Regions from separate parts of the Mus musculus genome. Here region 1 is linked to region 2. Evidence: chromatin contacts called from public promoter capture Hi-C data. All regions are on one chromosome and are shown on one strand. The core of a region is the stretch at or near the end of the contact, and the rest is flanking DNA. Distances in the headings are between cores, read along the strand shown.

Evidence for each region. Capture Hi-C pulls out chosen DNA fragments and counts their contacts.
Region 1: a contact with region 2 is called in a promoter capture Hi-C map of liver, with 2.3 times the contacts expected there. The contact joins the promoter of Birc3 here to the promoter of Casp4 in region 2.

The regions. Positions count from the first base shown.
Region 1 is chr9:7,871,917-7,874,941 of GRCm38.p6, reverse strand. It overlaps Birc3 (baculoviral IAP repeat-containing 3), which reads left to right and starts at 1,772. Exons shown (of 9, transcript NM_007464.3): 1 at 1,772-2,119.
Region 2 is chr9:5,307,152-5,310,265 of GRCm38.p6, reverse strand. Casp4 (caspase 4, apoptosis-related cysteine peptidase) reads right to left here and starts at 1,417. Exons shown (of 9, transcript NM_007609.3): 1 at 1,352-1,417. The coding sequence starts at 1,358. Casp1 (caspase 1) reads right to left here. Exons shown (of 10, transcript NM_009807.2): 10 at 2,985-3,083.

The sequences.
Region 1 (3,025 bases), core at 523-3,022, 2.6 Mb before region 2:
AACTCAGAGATCCACCTGTCTCTGCCTCCCAAGTGCTGGGGTTACAGGCGTGCACCACCACTGCCTGGCTGAAAGTAATGGATCTTAAGTACTATCTATTTTCAGGCATAGTCTAACTCTGTTCCAGGCTCAGTTGGAGGCTGTCCACTGCTCCAGCTTCTCAAGTTCCACATCACTGGCTTGGCTCTACAACTTGCTTAATAATACTAATGCTAATGCTAATGCTAATGCTACTAATAATAAAGGCCCACAGTAAAATTGTGCAAATGTTGCAAGGGAGTCTGTTGCTCTCACAGGTGTGATTCTGCTCTCAGATAGAGGCTTGAAAGTAGGTGGAAATCTCTATATGATCACAAACGAAGTTCTTCTACTAGAGCTCCTGTTGGAACTGTGGTCCCTCTCAGCTGAGCCCACAATAAGGCATTTTATCTCTAGATTGACCAGGGCAGGTTTCTCACCGCTAGATTATGTCTCCTTAAGTCTGATGCTAATTGGCTGAAGATGGAGGAAAGCAGACAAAGTTTCTCTGTGTAGCCTGGCTGTCCTGGAACTCACTCTGTAGATCAGGCTAGCCTAGAACTCACAAATATCCATCTACCTCTGCCTCCTGAGTGCTGGGATTAAAGGCATGCATCACCACTGCCTGGCAAGAGTCAAGTTTTTACAAGAACATTGATATAGCTAAGCACCTTCCCTTGAAAGAGAAAAAGCTAAAAGAAGGAATTTTGTTTTTCTAGATTTATTCATCCTGTTTATAAAACAAAATTTGACAAGGAAAAACTAAACAAAAATACAAGAAAAAAAAAACCACTAAAACAGATCAGGACAAAAAAAACAAAACAAAACAAAAACCCCAGACTTTTAAAAAAACATATTTTTAAAGATTTATTATTATATGTAAGTGCACTGTAGCTATCTTCAGACACACCAGCAGAGGGAGTCAGATTTTATTACAGAGGGTTGTAAGCCATGTGGTTGCTGGGATTTGAACTCAGGCCTTTGGAAGAGCAGTCAGTGCTCTTAACTGCTGAGCCATCTCTCTAACCCTTTCAAAATATTTTTTAAAACGTATTTATATATTAAATATGTGTACAGGTGTTTTGCCTCACGCCTGTGCGAATACAGGTGCAGTGCCTGAAGAGGCCAGAAGGCCGCAATGGATCTCCTGGAACTGGAGTTACAGATGTCTGTGAGCCATCTTGTGAATGCTGGGAGCAGAACCTTGGTCCTCTACCAGAGCAGCAAGTACTTTTAATTGCTTAGCCACGTCTCCGGCCCACAATCACACCTTTCAAATACAAGAATCAGTGTGGTTCTAGCATTTTTAAAAAACAAAGTCTTACTATGTAGCCCAGGCTGGCCTGGAACTCACAGAGATCCTCCTGCCTCGGCCTTCTGAGTGCTGGGATTAAAGGCATTTGCTGCTACCCGCAGCTGTAGTTCTGATCTTTGAAATAATAAAAATAACCTGAAATTGAGATCCATACGTGTTTTGTTTTGTTTGTTTGTTTGTTTTTAACAAATGTTCCTTTCAGCTCTCTTTCTTGATAAAAACAAAAAGTGAAACCAGAGACTTTTACAGAGTTACTCGGGTTTTTTTCCTCCTAACGTCTTACTTTTTTAACTTAGCAGTTATATTCCGGACAGTTGTGGCTCTTTTTTTACAGTGAAGGACTTGGAGGCTGCAGGAGGGAAGCGCGGTGAGGGTGGGGTGGGGATAGGCCTCTTAAGGCGGAACTCACAGGCTGCACATCTGTTTTCAATGTTTTGTAAGAGCCAAGAGCCTTCAAGTAAAAACTTTCAGTAAATGACACGAAGAGGAGCTGGGTCCAGGAAGTCACGCACAGAAGAGCCACGGAAATCCCCAGCCAGGGTGGCCACCAAGGGTGAGGAGGAAGTGCGTCTGGTTTTCACCCTGGAGTTCCCCGGAGCCCTGGAGGAAAGCACCGCAGGTCTGAGCAGCCCTGAGCCGGGCAGGGTGGGGGCAGTGGCTAAGGCCTAGCTGGGGACGATTTAAAGGTATCGCGCCACCCAGCCACACCCCACAGGCCAGGCGAGGGTGCCACCCCCGGAGATCAGAGGTCATTGCTGGCGTTCAGAGCCTAGGAAGTGGGCTGCGGTGAGTACGCGCGCGCGTGGGGATCCAGCCAGGGTCCCCGTAGTGGCTCGAGGATCACCGGGGTGACTAGATCCGAAGGAGAACCTGCAAAACCCGTTTCTATGCATCGGTGGTCCTGCGGGAGGGCGACCTACAGGTTGGCCACGCTGACCCTGGCTGCCCCCCCTCCCCCCACCCCCTCCCCGCTTGCGGGAGCTCGACTTTCTGAGTCTTTTCCGGTCTCTGACTTTCTGAGTGAGGCGTAGGTGCCGAGAAGTTGCATTTTAATTAGGCTGCTGCGGGAGGCATCTGGGAGACTTGACACAGTGAGAACTCTGGCGTCTAAGGATGAGCTTGTGGAAAGCTCATGGTTGTTTTCTTGGTGGCCAGCTCAGGAAAACACTACAGCTCTTTCTTTTTTTTTGGGGGGGGGGGGGTGTTTCGAGACAGGGTTTCTCTGTGTAGCTCTGGCTGTCCTGGAACTCATTCTGTAGACCAGGCTGGCCTCGAACTTAGAAATCTGCCTACCTCTGCCTTCCAAGTGCTTGGATTAAAGGAGTGATGGGTGTGTCAGAGACCATTTCACACTATAGCTGACTGGGGCTTTGAACTTCGGAAAAATCCTCCTGCCTTAACCCCTTCAGTGCTGGGATTATAGGCCTGAGTCACTGTACTCAATTTCTCAGCAGTGCTCTTAATCTAGCCGGTAAATCTCTGGAGTCGTTTCTGTCTGCCCCAAGCCAGGTTCTGATCATCCGTTGTAAAAAGCAGGTGCCATTACTATCCCCTTTTCGCACCTAGGAAACTGAGGCACGAGTGGCTTTTCTTAGTCTCACTATGGAGCACTGGTTGGGCTGGAACTGGATAAGTAAACAGGCTGGCTTTGAACTCAAGGAAACACTGACGTCTACCCACCTCTGCCTCCAG
Region 2 (3,114 bases), core at 168-2,667:
AATTTTTTAGTTTTGGGAATATCATTTTGAACATCAATCTCTGTACACTAAAGTATATAGGGCAGAGGTAAAAATAGTTATTCAAACAAACAAAGTACAAGACACTATAATCATTTAAATGACTGATGTATGTTCAAGAAAACATCATGTTTTAAAACTTTCATCCATTAAAAGACAGTGTCCCAGAGAAGATAGTGTGTAGAGCTAGTATCTGTTCTGGCAAGGTTGAAAGTTTCTTGAAAGTATCTGGTATAGACAGCAAGGTGGAGGGGCTGGGTGTTAGAAACAGGTTACTTTGGTCAAATGTGGGCAACAGCAGCAGAAAAGGCAATGATCAGACGCTTGTCGTTTTTAAAAGACTTTTGCAGAGAGATAAGGTAAAGTCGGTGTCTTGCATGTGAGAACAAGTTTACTCTGCCCAAAGGACATTGGACCTAAGCTGACAAATACAACTTTTTTGTTCATCCTCACGTACACATTTTAAGAATAAAGCTAAAAATATTATAAGATGCATTTGAACACTTGCTACCAAAATACCAAGTGATTTCTCAGTCCTGTGCCTTTTCAGCTTCTGAGTGTAAGAAGGGTATATGATTTGAAAGGAATGTTAAGGATAGAACAGAAGGCTAAGACCTGGAAAGGAAGACATGAGTCAAAACATTGTGACAGGAGTCCATGAATGAGTTACAACAGTGGTGATTTTAGCAGACGCAGAGATCTAGCAAGAAAAATGGAATCATTTAAAATGGAAGAAGAGAGTAACTCTATGCTTGGGAAATAGGTGGTGACTTCAAATATGTGCCAATCAGCATCTCAGAAAAATGTAACAGTCCTAGAGCTCATTACAGACTTCTAGAGTCCTAGAGCTCATTACAGACTTCTAGAGTCCTAGAGCTCATTACAGACTTCTAGAGTTCTAGAGCTCATTACAGACTTCTAGAGTCCTAGAGCTCATTACAGACTTCTAGAGTCCTAGAGCTCATTACAGACTTCTAGAGTCCTAGAGCTCATACAGACTTCTAGAGTTCTAGAGCTCATTACAGACTTCTAGAGTCCTAGAGCTCATACAGACTTCTAGAGTTGTTTTAATGTGTTATTCTGGCTTTACCCTCCTCTTTGATTTCCAAAAAGGAAACTGAGAGATGAAGTTCTTTGTGGCTCAAAGCTACATATATCTCAGCATGTCCACACTCCCAATAAACAGTCCTTTCCGGCAGTACAGTAATCAGGCTTTTATGCCACTGCTCTGCTCTGTCACCACTATTTTTTTTTTTTAATTCTCTGCTTTCGCAAAGTCTAAATTCTAGGACTCAAGTCAAAGCCCCTATTCAGGAAGAGCCCCCAGACTCACCAGCCATGAGAAAAAGCCTCAGTTCTTTCGCACCGTGAAGACAGCTTGACAGAGTAAAATGAAAGTTACTGGGCATTTCCTTAGCATAGGGAGGCGGGGACTTCCAGGAGATGTTGAAAGAGCTGCTCAGAAAGTATCAACTGCTGTGGGGAAATCCCCTGTAACTCATAAAACTGGCCTCCCTTTTCCTGAATTTTATCACTTCGTCATGGGAACAAACAAACACAACTAAAGCGGCTGCAAAAATAGAAAAAAAAAAAATTGAAGTTGTTTACCTTTGCATTTTCTCTATTCTTCAGGGCTCCAGTAAGACACAGTGCTGCTTATATTCTAGTCTGGCTTCTCAGTAACTCAACCTCTGCTTTCTAAAACATCAGTTCTAAGTCAATGAAATTTAACATATTCATTTCTACTGGAAAATTAAGCAATTGTTTCCTAATTCAAGGTACTACAGCCTTTCTATACATATTTCTACAGACTTCGTTTTTATTAGACATAGTTCAGAGCAATCCTTTTGTCCACCCTGGGTGCATTTCATTAATTGTGCAAGACAAATTTTTACTGAGAGTGATGATTACTACTACCTGTTCGTAGCCTCTTGAACAAATAGGGGCACTTGCACGGTGCAATATAATGAATGCATGATCACATGATCTGAGGAGAGAGGTATGTCAGGGGAATGGTTAGAGAAAGGGGAAAAGACAAATGCTGTGGTGTGTTCAACTTTGAGTCTTTGGGGAACGTTGGATTAAATAGGAAGGATTAGAAAGGCTCTTGTGAAAGTGTCCTTCTTCAGCTCCTCCTACAGTTAACAAATACTGCTGAGAGAATGGATAAAGTAATGCCACTATCGCCCATCTCCTCAGTGTCATACTTATCTGGTAATTGTTCCCTGGTTGTTGGTGGCACTGACTGTTTTATAGTCTCAATCAGAATGTGAAATTTTAAGGTTCATGGGCTAAGTCAATATTCTTTGATCCATGAATTTTTTAATCCATGAAGGATAATAGCACATAAAAATTGCTTTGTTCTGGTCCAGGCTTCCAGAGTAATAAGTAAACACTCCATTTTGAGATTCCATTTATTATTTTGGCTATAATGGTCCCAGTTATATTTTATATGTTTCTTCTTCTGAGCACTAAATTCTTGGAATTCAGAAACCTGTGGTGTCTATATGACTGTAGGAAAAGACAAGCAAATGATATTATAAAAGAAATAATGGCACTCAGCCAGTTCTGCATTTAAGAACCAAGTCTAAGAACTCTGCTGATGCTCTGGCTACTGAGGGATTCTGGGAGAGAGACAGTCTTTGGTGTATACCAGGCTCCAGTGGACACTCCATGGTTACACTGTGAATTCTGGTTAAACTCAGTGGGTCTCAAAAACAAACAAACAAAAAAAGATATAGGTGTTTGAATAGGAATTGTACAGAGGAGAATAATTGTAGGAATAGAAGAGTACTACAGAGTGTGTGAGGTTATAGTAATCAGAATGCATTTTACACATGTGTAAAATTTTTACAAATAAATACAATAATAAAGACATGAGTTACTCTTCTTGTGTTCTGTCTGAAAGTCAAGTCAAATAAAGGAAAATAAGGTCGCAACAGAAACAACAAACAGGATAGCCTTTCTGTTTTGTTTTATTTTAATATTTATTGCATCATCTAAGGAAGTATTGGCTTCTTATTGGCACGATTCTCAGCATAGGTACATAAGAATGAACTGGATTCCTATGAGAAAGAGAAATTACAAAAACATAAG